Regions from separate parts of the Sus scrofa genome. Here region 2 is linked to region 1. The links are chromatin contacts, called in public Hi-C maps. All regions are on one chromosome and are shown on one strand. Each heading gives the region's core, a stretch centred on a gene start, on an enhancer-like site or on the middle of the called end of the contact. The rest is flanking DNA. Distances are from core to core; before and after follow the strand shown. Region 1 overlaps GSE1 (genetic suppressor element 1). Region 2 overlaps GSE1 (genetic suppressor element 1).

What was found. A called contact is a pair of places that touch in the nucleus more often than the background predicts.
Region 2: a contact with region 1 is called in a Hi-C map of liver, with 19 times the contacts expected there. The contact joins two enhancer-like sites. A contact is called at or near these places in 1 of 5 promoter capture datasets (liver) and 3 of 47 Hi-C or Micro-C datasets (liver and skeletal muscle).

What each region holds. Positions count from the first base shown.
Region 1 is chr6:3,393,727-3,399,783 of Sscrofa11.1, forward strand. All of the region lies in intron 2 of GSE1 (genetic suppressor element 1), which reads right to left. Among named protein-coding and RNA genes, the nearest start is that of GINS2, 180 kb to the left of the region's middle. Within about 2 kb of position 2,000, at least 1 of the 83 cell types and tissues checked has an H3K27ac peak or open chromatin away from gene starts, as enhancers often do. A contact at or near this core is called in liver, where this site is marked.
Region 2 is chr6:3,526,488-3,532,483 of Sscrofa11.1, forward strand. All of the region lies in intron 1 of GSE1 (genetic suppressor element 1), which reads right to left. Among named protein-coding and RNA genes, the nearest start is that of GSE1, 130 kb to the right of the region's middle. Within about 2 kb of position 4,379, at least 8 of the 83 cell types and tissues checked have an H3K27ac peak or open chromatin away from gene starts, as enhancers often do. A contact at or near this core is called in liver, where this site is marked.

The sequences.
Region 1 (6,057 bases), core at 750-3,249:
CCGGGCCTGGAAAGGGTCCTCGGATGTGTGGCAAAGACGCAAGCTAGGACGAGTCACACTGGCATTGGGCGGGCGCTCGATCCAATAGGATGGGTCCTGATAAGCAGAGGAGAGTCCCTGAGACAGACACACAGGGGAGAAGCAACGTGGAGACAGAGGTGGAGACAGAGGGATGCGGCCACGATCCAAGGAGCGTGGGGGATGCCGGGCCAACACCAGAGACAGGAAGAGACAGGGGAGGACCCCCCTGCAGGCTTCAGAGGCACCCCCGCCCTACGGACGCCTGGGTCTCAGACTTCTGCCCCCCAGAACGGGAGGCAGTAGATTTCTGCTGTTTAAGGCACCGGGTTGGGGCACCTTGTCACACAGCCTCAGGACGCTCCCGCGGGCACACGGGAGAGGAGCACGCCAGACTCGGTGACCTCTGCGGGGTGGCCAAATCCATCACTGCCACGCGTGCCCCTCCCCGCCGACCCTCCCCGTGCGGTTCCCATGGAGCTTGGGGACCCAGGGGGTGGGGGACAAACACGCCTGTTTATTAAGAATCGAAGGCTGGGCTGCTGCATCTCAGCAGAGCGCTGCCTTTGAAGTGCCGAGTGATTTATTTTAGCCAATTACGGGTGCACTTCCCCTTCCTGAGGACCCCACGTAATTGATTGAAACCTATTGAAAACAAATTAGCCAGCACCAGGATGCAAAGATCTGTTTATCACTTCTCTGGAGGTTTTCAGGGCATCCAAGGGAACTACAAAACACATCCGCGTTTGTTGTTCTCGTCCCCAGAAGGACGGGAGGAGAAAGAGAACAAGCCTCTTCCAGACCCTTCTGTGCACCTGGCAGCCTGTTATCCATTATCTCTGATCCCCGGAGTCTTTGGGATTACCGTCCCGAGGACGCCCTAATACTCCGCCGGCTGACATCAGCGCCCATCGGGGGGCACTTAGGGTGGTCCCAGTTTTTCGTGGCAGGATGTAGATCTTTATACGTGCGGTTCTGGTGCCTGTTTGTGATGACTGATTTGCTTAAAAGAAACCCCAGCATGGGATTGCTGGGATAGCAGGGAAGAAGCATCTCCGTGGGTCTCCACATAACCTGCCCTTTTGCTTTTCCGAAAAAGCTCTTCCCGTCCGTGTGCTGCCAGGCTCCAGGCGTCTGTTTCACCATGGCTGTGCCAGCAACGTATGTTATCATTTTATTACGTTTGAGGGCTGACTCGGCAGGTATAAAATGGCATTGGCGGTGACTTCATATATAGGTGGACGTCTTAAAAAACATCAATCTTAATTGTGGCAAGACACATAAAACGTAAACCCACCTTAATCATTTCTTTTTTTGTCTTTTTGTTTTCCTTCATTTTTGGCCTCCCTGCGGCCAGGGATCAGATCTAAGCGACAGTCTCAACCGAAACCACAGTTGCAGCAACCCACGGTGCCAGGCTGGGGCTCGAACCCGAGTCCCAGCACTCCCAAGACGCCACCGACCTGAGTGCCGCACAGAGGAAGCTCTCCCCCTTAACAATTTCGAATCGCACATTCATGTTCAATTGCATTTAAAACAATTATCTTCCCACCTGTGTGGGGAATGCTCTGTTGTGGCAGGCTGGCACGCTCTCACTGATGCCCTGAGCCTGGCTTACCCCACCTCACCCTGCCGACCTACCCACCCATGCCTACCTCTCAGGAGCTACAGTCCAGCATGTCCCAGCTCCACTTGTATGCCAGGCTTAGAAAGGGGGCTTCCTTCCCTGCTCGAGAGCCCGTGGTGCCACCCCCGGCCCAGCCCATCAGACCGCAACTCCTGAAAAGCCGCACCCACCCCGTCCACCAGGGGTAGGTCACGCCGGGACTCAGACCTGTCCACCTGCCCCTGATGTCAAGCTTCTAATTGCTCAAGCCGGTGTTTGCTCTTTCCTGCCCTTTTGCAAGCAAGGCAGGTATGCAGCCCACGCTGCCCCTGCTGCCCTGCAGGTGGCCAGCTCAGACACTGTCCCTTTGGCAGGGACCAAGACGAGGCCTGCCAGATCCTCCTGCATCCGAGCCAGCTGCAGGGCCTCCCTCTCCCGGGCTGCCCCAAACCAGAGAAGGCCTAAGCTCCAGGCTCTGCAAGAACGCTGGCCGTCACCGCCGCGTGAATCCTGCTGCTATTTCTGTCACACCTCACTGCTGTCAGCAGGAACAGCTGGGTTGAAAGTACAAGGTGGAAGCGTCCCACAGAGCACCTTGCCCCGGGGCAGGTGTCCCCTGCCGCCGCCGCCAGGCGGTCTCTGTCCTCAGGAGGTGGCGGAGCAGGGCAGGTGTGAGAACCCTGCAAGCCTGGGCCCCACCCCTCAGGCCCACCTCCGAGTGTATGCATGCGACAGGCTTACGTGGGATACGTGTAAGTACATGCATGTGTATGTGGGCCCAGCACTGCACAAGTGTATGTCAGTGTGTGTGTGTGTGTGTGTGTGCGTGCATGGGCGCAGTACGTGTGTCTCTGCATGCACACTGGTTTGCACGTGCTTATCTCTGTGTGTGTATGTGTGTAAATAAGTGTTTAGGTGTGCACGTCTTTCTTTCCTTCTTTCTTTCTTTCCTTCTATTTTTTTTCATGGCTGCACCTGCAGCATACGAAAGTTCCCAGGCTAGGGATCGAATCAGAGCTGCAGCTGCCAGTCTATGTCACAGCCACAGCAATGCCAGATCCAAGCCACATCTGCGACCTACACCACAGCTCACGGCAATGTCAGATCTTTAACCCACTGAGTGAGGCCAGGGATCGAACCTGCGTCCTACAGTCGGGTCTGTAACCTACTAAGCCACAATGGGAACCCCAGCAGGTGTACTTCCGTGTGTGCAAGTGTGTTAGGGGTGGGAACAAGGAAACCAGCAGGTCCGTAACACAGCTGTGCTGGGTTAGGGGGACCCTGGGAGGGGAACCACTGCCTGCAAGACAAACGGGGGGTGGGGAGCACACTCCCCGCCCCCCGCATCTACTCAACAGCTCTGCCTGTTCTCCATCAGCCGGCGCAGAGGCACGGCAGCCAAGGCATGAGTTCTAGAGCCTAGATCCCGGCTCCGCCAGCTCCCAGCCATGAGACTTGAGGCAGAAGTGGCGACAGCTCCCTGGGCCTCCCTTTTCCCATCTGCAAAGTGGGAACAATCAGAGAACCGGGAAGCAGAGAGGACTCAAAACACCCACGCCGGGTGCCGAGACCACATGGGCACCAGGCCAGCCCTTGAGGATGGCGGCCTGCGCTGTCCTGGGGCTCCCCGACCTGTGACCTTGAGCTGGCCATGGGCTGTGACCTTGAGCTGGCCGCGGGCTGCGTCCCTGTGCTAATCCCTGTAACCTGCCCCTGGGAGCTGATTCAGAGCCTGGGTCTCCGCAGCTGTGACGAAGTTGTATGTACACTAAGAACCAGAGGAGTCACCCGCCACACCACACCGTGCCCACAGGGGAGAGGCCAGGTGACATCAGCAGTTCCTTCACTGTGGCCACGGGAGAAAAATACATTTGAGTCAGAGATCCTGACTGAAAGCGACACCCAGATGCCTTCCAGGGAACGTGGTACTGGCTCCAGCCTGAAGAATCCACGCAACGACCTCATTTGTTCGGTTCGTCCATAACCCCACTGGGGTGACAGTGGCCCATTTTACAGGTGGGGAAACGGAGGCCCCAAGGTCTCTGGCTCAGGTCACACAGCTTCTGCAACGCACACCTGGGGACTCCTGAGTCCCTGTTGCAGCACATTTCTGGGTGTCACCGTAGGAGGCAGAGGAAGAAGCTTTAATGCCAGACCCAAGCATGCTGCCTACAGCCCAGGCGGGTCCCCAGAGGGCAGTGCTAAGTGGCAGCTTTGCAGGACTAGAAAAGCTCAGACACAAAGGTGGTGTGAAACACTCCGCCGCAACGGCCACCCTGAACCCCCAAGCCACCCAGGTGACAGCCGGCGGGTTAGGGATGTTTTTCAGCCAGGCTGTCCTGGTCCTGAGTCTCCTGGTGACAGCTCCCTTTGCTGGGCCTCGGGGGCTCCCTTTGCTCACACGCACTCCAGGGAACCCGGCCTGGAGTTACAGGTTCTGAATCTTTCAGACACTCTGTTGCTGCTGTTCGCCTCTGACTGCAAGGTCCCCTCTCTCCTTCGAAGAGTCGTTTTCTCCCCAATTCCATCGCTGCCCTCAACCTACAGAAATCACCCAGCCCTCCATCAGCTATGGGGCAGACACCCCCCAGGGCCCGGCCTTGCCACCCCGGCTGCCTCCCCGGGGCCCGTCAGTTGTCTCTCGGGCATAGGAACGGTCCCCCCTTTGGCAGCGTCTCACAGTATTTATTGTTCTGCTCTGGGTGCAGTCTGGTCCTGGCGGCACCCCGGCGTCAGCGACGCAAACACCATCACTCATGCGGCATAAACCTGTTGTGGCAATTCCCCGCCTGGGCCCGCGAGAGGCGCCCATCACTCTTCCCCGACGGCGCTCCAAGGCGCGGGGTGGCGGGAGATGGATGGTTCTGGGAATTACCGCCGGCTGCAAAGTGGGGACCTTTCACCTCTGGGGAGAGGGGTCAAGTCACAGCCATCGCGGGCCCGGGCCCCAGGGAAATGAAGCAGGAGACCCCTGCTCGGGGCACGGCCCTGACGCCCCCACTACAAGCATCTGGTCGTACTGCACGCAGGGGGAGCCCAGTCTGGCCTCCAGAACGATCGATTCACTGGGGCCGCCTGACAGAGCTCCAGGCAGGTGCTGTCTGTGGCTTTTGACAAATGAGGAATCGGAGACTGGGGGACACAAGACGAATTGCCCCTGGTCTCCAGATTTTCCTGTGTCCTTTCCGAGGGGCAAGCTGCCCCCTCAGATCACAAACTCAGCTTCCCCCTCCCCCAGCCTCCCGGAGGCTAGGATTAGGTCTTAAGAAGTTCCCGTTGTAGGAGTTCCCGCTGTGGCTCAGAGGCAAAGAAGCCGATTAGTATCCATGAGGATGCAGCTTCGATCTCTGGCCTCGCTCAGTGGGTTAAGGAGCCGGTGTTGCCATGAGCTGCGGTGTAGGTTCAGATCCGGCGGTGCTGTGGCTGTGGTGTAGGCTGGCAGCTCTGATTCGATGCCTAGCCTGGGAACCTCACATGCCATGGCCCTAAAAAGGGAAAAAAAATCAATTTAAGACCCTTTACACCAGTGCAAAGATTTCAGTGCGCGTTCTCCTTGGAATCTGGAAACGCCGGGTCTTTGGTCAGCTGTCGGAGAGGAAAGGGTTCAGAAGCCCTGAGGGTCTGAGCGGCCTGCCGGGGTCCTGTGGCCTGGCCTAGGACCGGGGCCTGGACTTCAGCTCGAGCGCTCTCTCCTCATCCGACGGAACCCCCCTGCCTCAGGATACGTGGGAGAGGAGCTGACCATGGCTTACGGGGGTGGGGTCATCACTGTCCTGGACCTTCCCCTCCCAGGACGGTGCCAGCAGGACCACAGACCACCAGCAGCGCGGCCACGTCCTGAATAACGCAGCGCCAGCAAGAGGGCAGCGTGCCCACCGCCAGGAGGAGGGCTGCTGGCCTGACCTAGAAACTTCTGAGCCAGGCTGAGCCAGGCCAGGCCAGGCCAAGGCTGTCCCCCTCACCCGGAGGTCACCTCCCTACCGTCCAGCCCTGTGTTGAGGCAGCACAGGCAGCACCCCCTGGACCGGGGGTGGAGCGAGGCTGTCACCTCCTCGCCACGAGCGGGGCGACGCCTGAGGCGGGTCGCCCACCTGGGCTCCAGCTCCTCGGCCTCAGATGAGCGGGCCTTGCTGGAGAGACCTAAGCTCCTCCTCGCGGTCCGAGTGGGGTAAGGAGAGCCCTTCCCACATTTAGGTCCACCCGGAACCTCAGAGTGGGAGCGTCTCTGGAAAGGGGGTCTTTCCGACGTAAGGAGCTCAGATGAGCTCATCCCGGATTAGGGAGGCCAAACATCGAAGCCGCCTGGTGTTCCGAAGATGACGGTCACGTGACACCCGCAGAGACAGGAGTGACGTGGGCCCGAAGCACTACAGATGGCTTGGAGCCCCCAGAAGCTGGGAGAGGCAGGAAGGACCCGCTCCTGGAGCCTCTGG
Region 2 (5,996 bases), core at 3,129-5,628, 140 kb after region 1:
GTGGGGGGTCCAGCCAGGCCAGCACCTCCGGCCCCTCCACTCCCGGGGCGGGCAAGGGGCTCAGTTTGGAAGCGGATGGGTCTGCCGGGTCTGGCCACCCCGGGTCCCCTGGCCTGGCAGGACCTGAGCTCCCTGGCATCCGTCAGGCTGGGGCAGGGTACCAAGCAGTCATTGAGCACCGGCTGCATGCAGCACCGGCCAGGTCACTGTGGGAGAGCGACGGGCAGGTCCGAGGGGCCGGCTGGGCCCTGGCCTGGGGGTCTGCTGGATTCAGGTGGCCCGGTCGTCTGAGCTGGGCACTGGGGGAGGGGCGGGGGTCCTGCCGCAAAGACGGCGGGGCCCCCTCCTCCCAGGAGCTGGCGGGCGAGCAGGAGAGAGGCCATCCCTCCGCACACCCTGATAAGCGCCAGGGAACCGGGACGGCCTGCCCGCCTCTCCGCCCCTCAGCTTCCCCCCGCTCCCCGGCCCCGTGCAGTGGGCTGTGGGGTGCAGGCCCGGTGACCTGTGAGCACCCTTCCAGCCCTGACCCTCCGGGCTGCGAGGACAGATGATATTTCCCAAAATGGGCCGCACTGCTCCCTCCCAGGCCACACGCGCGTCCAGATCGTTCCAGCTTGGCCCCCTCCTTGACGCTGGAAGGGGCAGGGGCATTGTGAGACCGGCCCTGATGGAGTCAGGGAAGTGGATGCCAGGGGGCCAAGGAGGCCTGGTCATGAGGGTGGTACAGCTTCTGCCCGGCTCTGCCTCAGGACCCTTGGTCTTAGGACCCAGCCACCCTGCTGTGCTGGGGTTGGGGAGGGCACACCGCCACACTCCCAGCCCTGCCACTGCCCGGGCCACCAGCCCTGTGGGCATGAGGGTGCCGTCTGGGAGGTGCATCCTCCAGCCCTAGTCCAGATGCGAAAGCTTGGGGAGCAGAGACGGGTCCCCCCTGCCCAGCCTCACCCGAATTGTCCATCTGTCAGCCAAAGCGGTGGTTTCCTGCTCCCGACTTCGGGGTGTCTGGTCACACAGCTGTCACCCAGATGACCGGGAGAAACCGTCCCCTGACGGGGAGCCCAGAGCACTTAGCACGTGCCCACAAATACTAGTTAATATGAGTAAATACTAGTTAGACTGACGCTAAAACATGAGTTAAACTCAGACAGGAAGTGCTTCCTAAGGGCCAGGCACTGTTCGAAGCATTTTCATTTTCCAGATTAAGAAACTGAAGCACAGAGAGGGAAAGGAACCCTCCTAAGGTCACACAGCCAGAAAGTGGGGGGAGCTGGGATCTGAACCAGGCCAGTGGCTCCAGAGTCTTCCCCTCTAACCTTTAGGTTTTACGGCCCCTCCCCAAGGGTTGGGAGGATCCCAGGTCTGGGAAAAGCCAGAATTTCCTGATGCCAGAAAAACCTGTTCTTTCCACTGAAGTGATGTTACGTGCCAACTGTCAGGCCATTTTTCTGTCCTTGTCCACTTTCTCATGTGAACATATGCTAAAAAGGCAAGTATTAAATATCCTTTCCCACATCACAGGACCCAGGTTTTGCTCAAAAAAACATGATTGTGAGATGAACAACTCAGAGGGACAGTCATAAGCCTCCAGAGGTCAGAGAGGTCTGGGACATAAAGAACGAAAAGGGTGCAGTCCAGGCCCAAAGCTTGCTCTTGCCACGGAGCCTTCTTTAAAAAACAGAGATACAGGAGTTCCCGTCGTGGCGCAGTGGTTAACGAATCCGACGAGGAACCATGAGATTTCGGGTTCCATCCCTGGCCTTGCTCAGTGGGTTAAGGATCCGGCGTTGCCGTGAGCTGTGGTGTAGTGTGCGGATGCGGCTCGGATTCCACGTTGCCATGGCTGTGGTGTAGGCCCGTGGCTACAGCTCCAATTCGACCCCTAGCCTGGGAACCACCATATGCCATGGGAGCAGACCTAGAAAAGGCAAAAAGACACACATACACACACAGAACAAAAACAAAAAACAGAGATACACCTGGGCATATACCTGCACAAAACCATAATTCAAAAAGATAAACACACACCTGTGTTCGTAGCAGCACTATTCACAACAGCCAAGGCACAGAAACCACCACAATGTCCATTGAGGAAAAGCTGTAAATGGGGTTGTGATGATCACTGAACAGCCATAAATGTAATAAAATTTACTGAGTTAAAAAAAATGTCCATTGACACACGAATGGACTAAGAAGATGTGGTATATCTATACAATGGAATACTACTCAGCCATAAAAAGGAACGAAATAATTGCACTTGCAACAACACGGATGCAACCAGAGATTCTCATACTACGTGAAGTCAGAAAGAGAAAGGCAAGTACCACATGATATCACTTACATGCAGAATCTAAAATACAGCACAAGTGGACCTAGCTACAAAACAGAAACATGCGTTCCCTTTGGGGCTCAGCAGTTAACGAACCCAACGAGGATCCATGAGGAGGCGGGTTCCATCCCTGGCCTCACTCCGTGGGTTAAGGATCCGGCGTGGCCGTGAGTTGCGGTGTAGGTCACAGATGCGGCTCAGATCCGGCGTGGTTGTGGCTGTGGTAGAGGCCGGCGGCCGTAGCTCCGATTCGACCCCGAGCCTGGGAACTTCCGTGTGCCACAGGTGTGGCTCCAAAAAGCAAAAGCAAACAAACAAAAAAATGAAACAGACTCACAGACATAGAGAACAGACGTGCAGATGCCAAGCGGGAGGGGGCTGGGGGAGGATGGAGTGGGAGGTTGGGGTTGGCAGATGTGACCTATGATAAACCGAACAGATAAATGACCAGGTCCCACTGCAGAGTCAATATCCTGTGATAAACCATAATGGAACAGAAGACGAAAAGAGAGTGTTTATAAAACTGAAATCAGTTGGCCGTACCGCGGAAATTAACACAACAGTATAAACCCACTAGACTTCAATTGAAAAATAAATCAAATACAGTTTATGGGGAAAAAAACAGACCCACGACTTACATGTCACACAATGCAGCATTTTGAAGCACACAACCCGGGGACGGTTAGTGTATTACGATGCCGATGCCGTGTGCCCCTCACCACTCGCGAATCCCAGAGCGCGTTCAGTACCCCAAACAACACCCCGTCCCCCGAAGTCGTTCCTCCCCCCAGATCCCAGGCAAACACTCGTCCACTGTCTGTCTCTATTCTGGACATTTCACTCGCATAAAATCATAACAGTATGCAGCCCTGTCCAGCTGCGTGGCTTCAAGGTGCATCCTCCACGCTAGGGCATGTATCAGTGGTTGGCTTCTTTTCATGGCTAAATAATATTCCATCGCATGGATGGGCCACATTTGGCTTAGCCGTCATCCGTGGAGAGACGCTTGGGCTGTTGCCACTTTGTGTTTACGTAACGGGTGCCGACGTGAGCTGCGGTGGACACGTGGTTATGGGCATCTGTGTCTTCAGGTCGCGTGGGCATCTACCTGGGAGTGGCACGGCAGGGTCCTGCAGGGACCCGAGGTTTGCTTGTTTGGGGAACCGGCAACCCGTTTCCGCAGCAGCAGAAGCATTTTCCAGCACCCCCTGCAGCGAGTGATGGTTCAGATCCACCTGCCGGCTGACACTTGCTATCAGACTGTCTTTTGGACTCCAGCCCTGCAGGGGCAGGTCACAGAAAACTTTCCTGGACTCAGGACAGATTTGGGGTCAAGGCTTTATTGGACATGGAAGCTGGGTGGCCCTTGGCCAGGTGACCAGCCTCTCTGTGCCGCGTTATCTCACAAGGCACATGAGAGGCAAGCATGTGACACACGCACCGACAACACAGGCGGGGGGCCCAGCACGAGACGAAAACGGGGGGCCCTCATTCAGCAACGAGGGCAAACGTCAGGACAGCGAACGCATGACACCGCGTGGGGGTGTCACCGCAGAGCTGGCCCTGGACACGTGGTCAGGGCTGCGGCCCTCTGTTCAGCCTGGCAGGTGTCAGGGAGGAGGGGACCCACCGGGCGGTGCCCTGGGAGTTCTGGCAGGTTCCGGCCACAAAGGCCTGTGGATCGGGGTCCCCTTACCCGTCTTGTGTACACACGTCTCCTCGCCGTCGTCCTCCCTCCCAGAACCCTGCCTCTGCAAAGGTCCCTTCCTTCTAGAAGGGACTCAACGTCACAGCCTCCTCGGTATCTCACTTTCACAACTCTAGTTGGCCAGCCACTCCACCTCTGACCTCTCACCTTTCACCCTTTCTAAGGGCGGCTGAAGTGGGCAGGGACAGTGGATCTAATCCCGCTATCACGTGGTCACCAGAAGGTTTCCGAAAATGCCGAGCCTTTGGCACGGAACGCTGGCTCCCAGCCCATGTCTCCTGCTCAGAGAGGGCACAGAAGTCCTGTGGGCCCGTGTGGCCCCATGTCTGGCTTGGAGTCTGTGGCCTCAGCATCCCAGGGCCACCTGAGATCAGCTCCCGGGCCATCTGTAAGGTTCTGTCTCCGCTGGGGCCACAAATGCTCAGACGCAGCCGAGCCACCTGCCTGGGGCGGGGCTGTTTGCCCTTCGGGGCTATTGCAGGAGGCTGGAGGCAGGGCACGAACACCCCGAGCTTCGGCCCAGCCCCACCCAGGCCAGCCGCATGGGCCCCTGGGGTCGTCGGAGCCTCAGTCCCTGAGCGTAAAGTGGAGACAACAGCCCCCCCGACAACCCGGCAGAGCCGTCGGGGCTGGAGCGGTGTCCTCAGAGCTTGGGGCCCACCCGGCAGCCCCCATGGGTGTCAGCTGCTGGCACAGTGGCAGGATAAACAGCTGCTGGTCATCACCTGTGGCAAATGCACATCTGACTAGGTTTATGCATTTATTTATCTTTGCAATAGGGTTCGGAAGGGCAAGCACGGCGGCCAGTTACATTTCCAGAAGGCTCAGGGAGGTTTCTCTGCTCTGGGTGGGCTGCCCCTCTGCCCCACGCCCCCTGCTTTGAAGGCGCCGACCCGTCAGAAGCTAGGAGACAGGGACTGGCCATCGGGGATGGCAGAGGACACCCTCTTTCCTGGAACCCGTGCCACGTGACACTGGGCTGGCCTCTGGCAGAAGCCGATGTTGAACTTGGCAAGGGACACTGTGCTCCGGGCGATGGGCGGGTCCAGACGACCCAGCCCTCCTGACCTGCACGTGGCTGGAGCCAGGGCCCCAGGTGCCTTCCCACGAAGCCAAGTGCCAGCCCTGGGCAATGGTCCCCACAGCTGCCCAGGGACGGCACAGCCAAGGTCAGGCCTGGTGTGGGGACAACGGCCTGGGTCAGAGAGCAGATTCCAGTTCTGGCTCGACCCCGAGTGACTCAGGCATGGCCCTGACCTCTCCCCAAGCCACAGCGTCCTCATCAGTGAACTGGGGCTGCTCATCTAAGCTTGGAAATTCAATCGGTTACAGGAGGCCAGATGCCCCCCCCCCCGGCCTCCTTTCCAATAGGAAATAGATAAAATGGATAAAAGCGCAGGCCTTGGTGGTGGGGAGTGGGGAGTGTGGCACCGAGCTTTCCCTTCCCCTCCCTTTCTGTTTTTTTTAATCTTTTTAGGGCCATACCCGCGGCATATGGAGGTTTGCAGGCTAGGGGTCGAATCAGAGCTACAGCTGCTGGCCTACACCACAGCCACAGCCATGCAGGATCCGAGCTGCATCTGTGACCTACGCCACAGCTCATGGCAACACCAGAGCTTCACCAGCACACACTGAGGCTACAGGTTAGCTGAGCACCTACTATGTGCCACGAACTATTCTAAGGGCTGGGGACCCAGCTGTGAGCAAGTCAGACCATGTCCCTGTCTACCAGGCTCCTAGAGGCAGCAAGACCAAAAACAAACCTATGACGTGCAGGGGGTGGCAGCGGAGCGGCCTGAAGGAAAGTTGAAGCACAGAGGAGGGTTAAGCCTGAGGGGGTGTGACTCCGGGGAGGCCCCCACGAGGATGCCCAGGAGGGAAGCGTGGAGGGAATTCTGAGCACTTTCTAGGCAGAAGGACCAACAGGTGCAAAGGCCCTGGGGCAGAGGTGCTGTTGTGGCT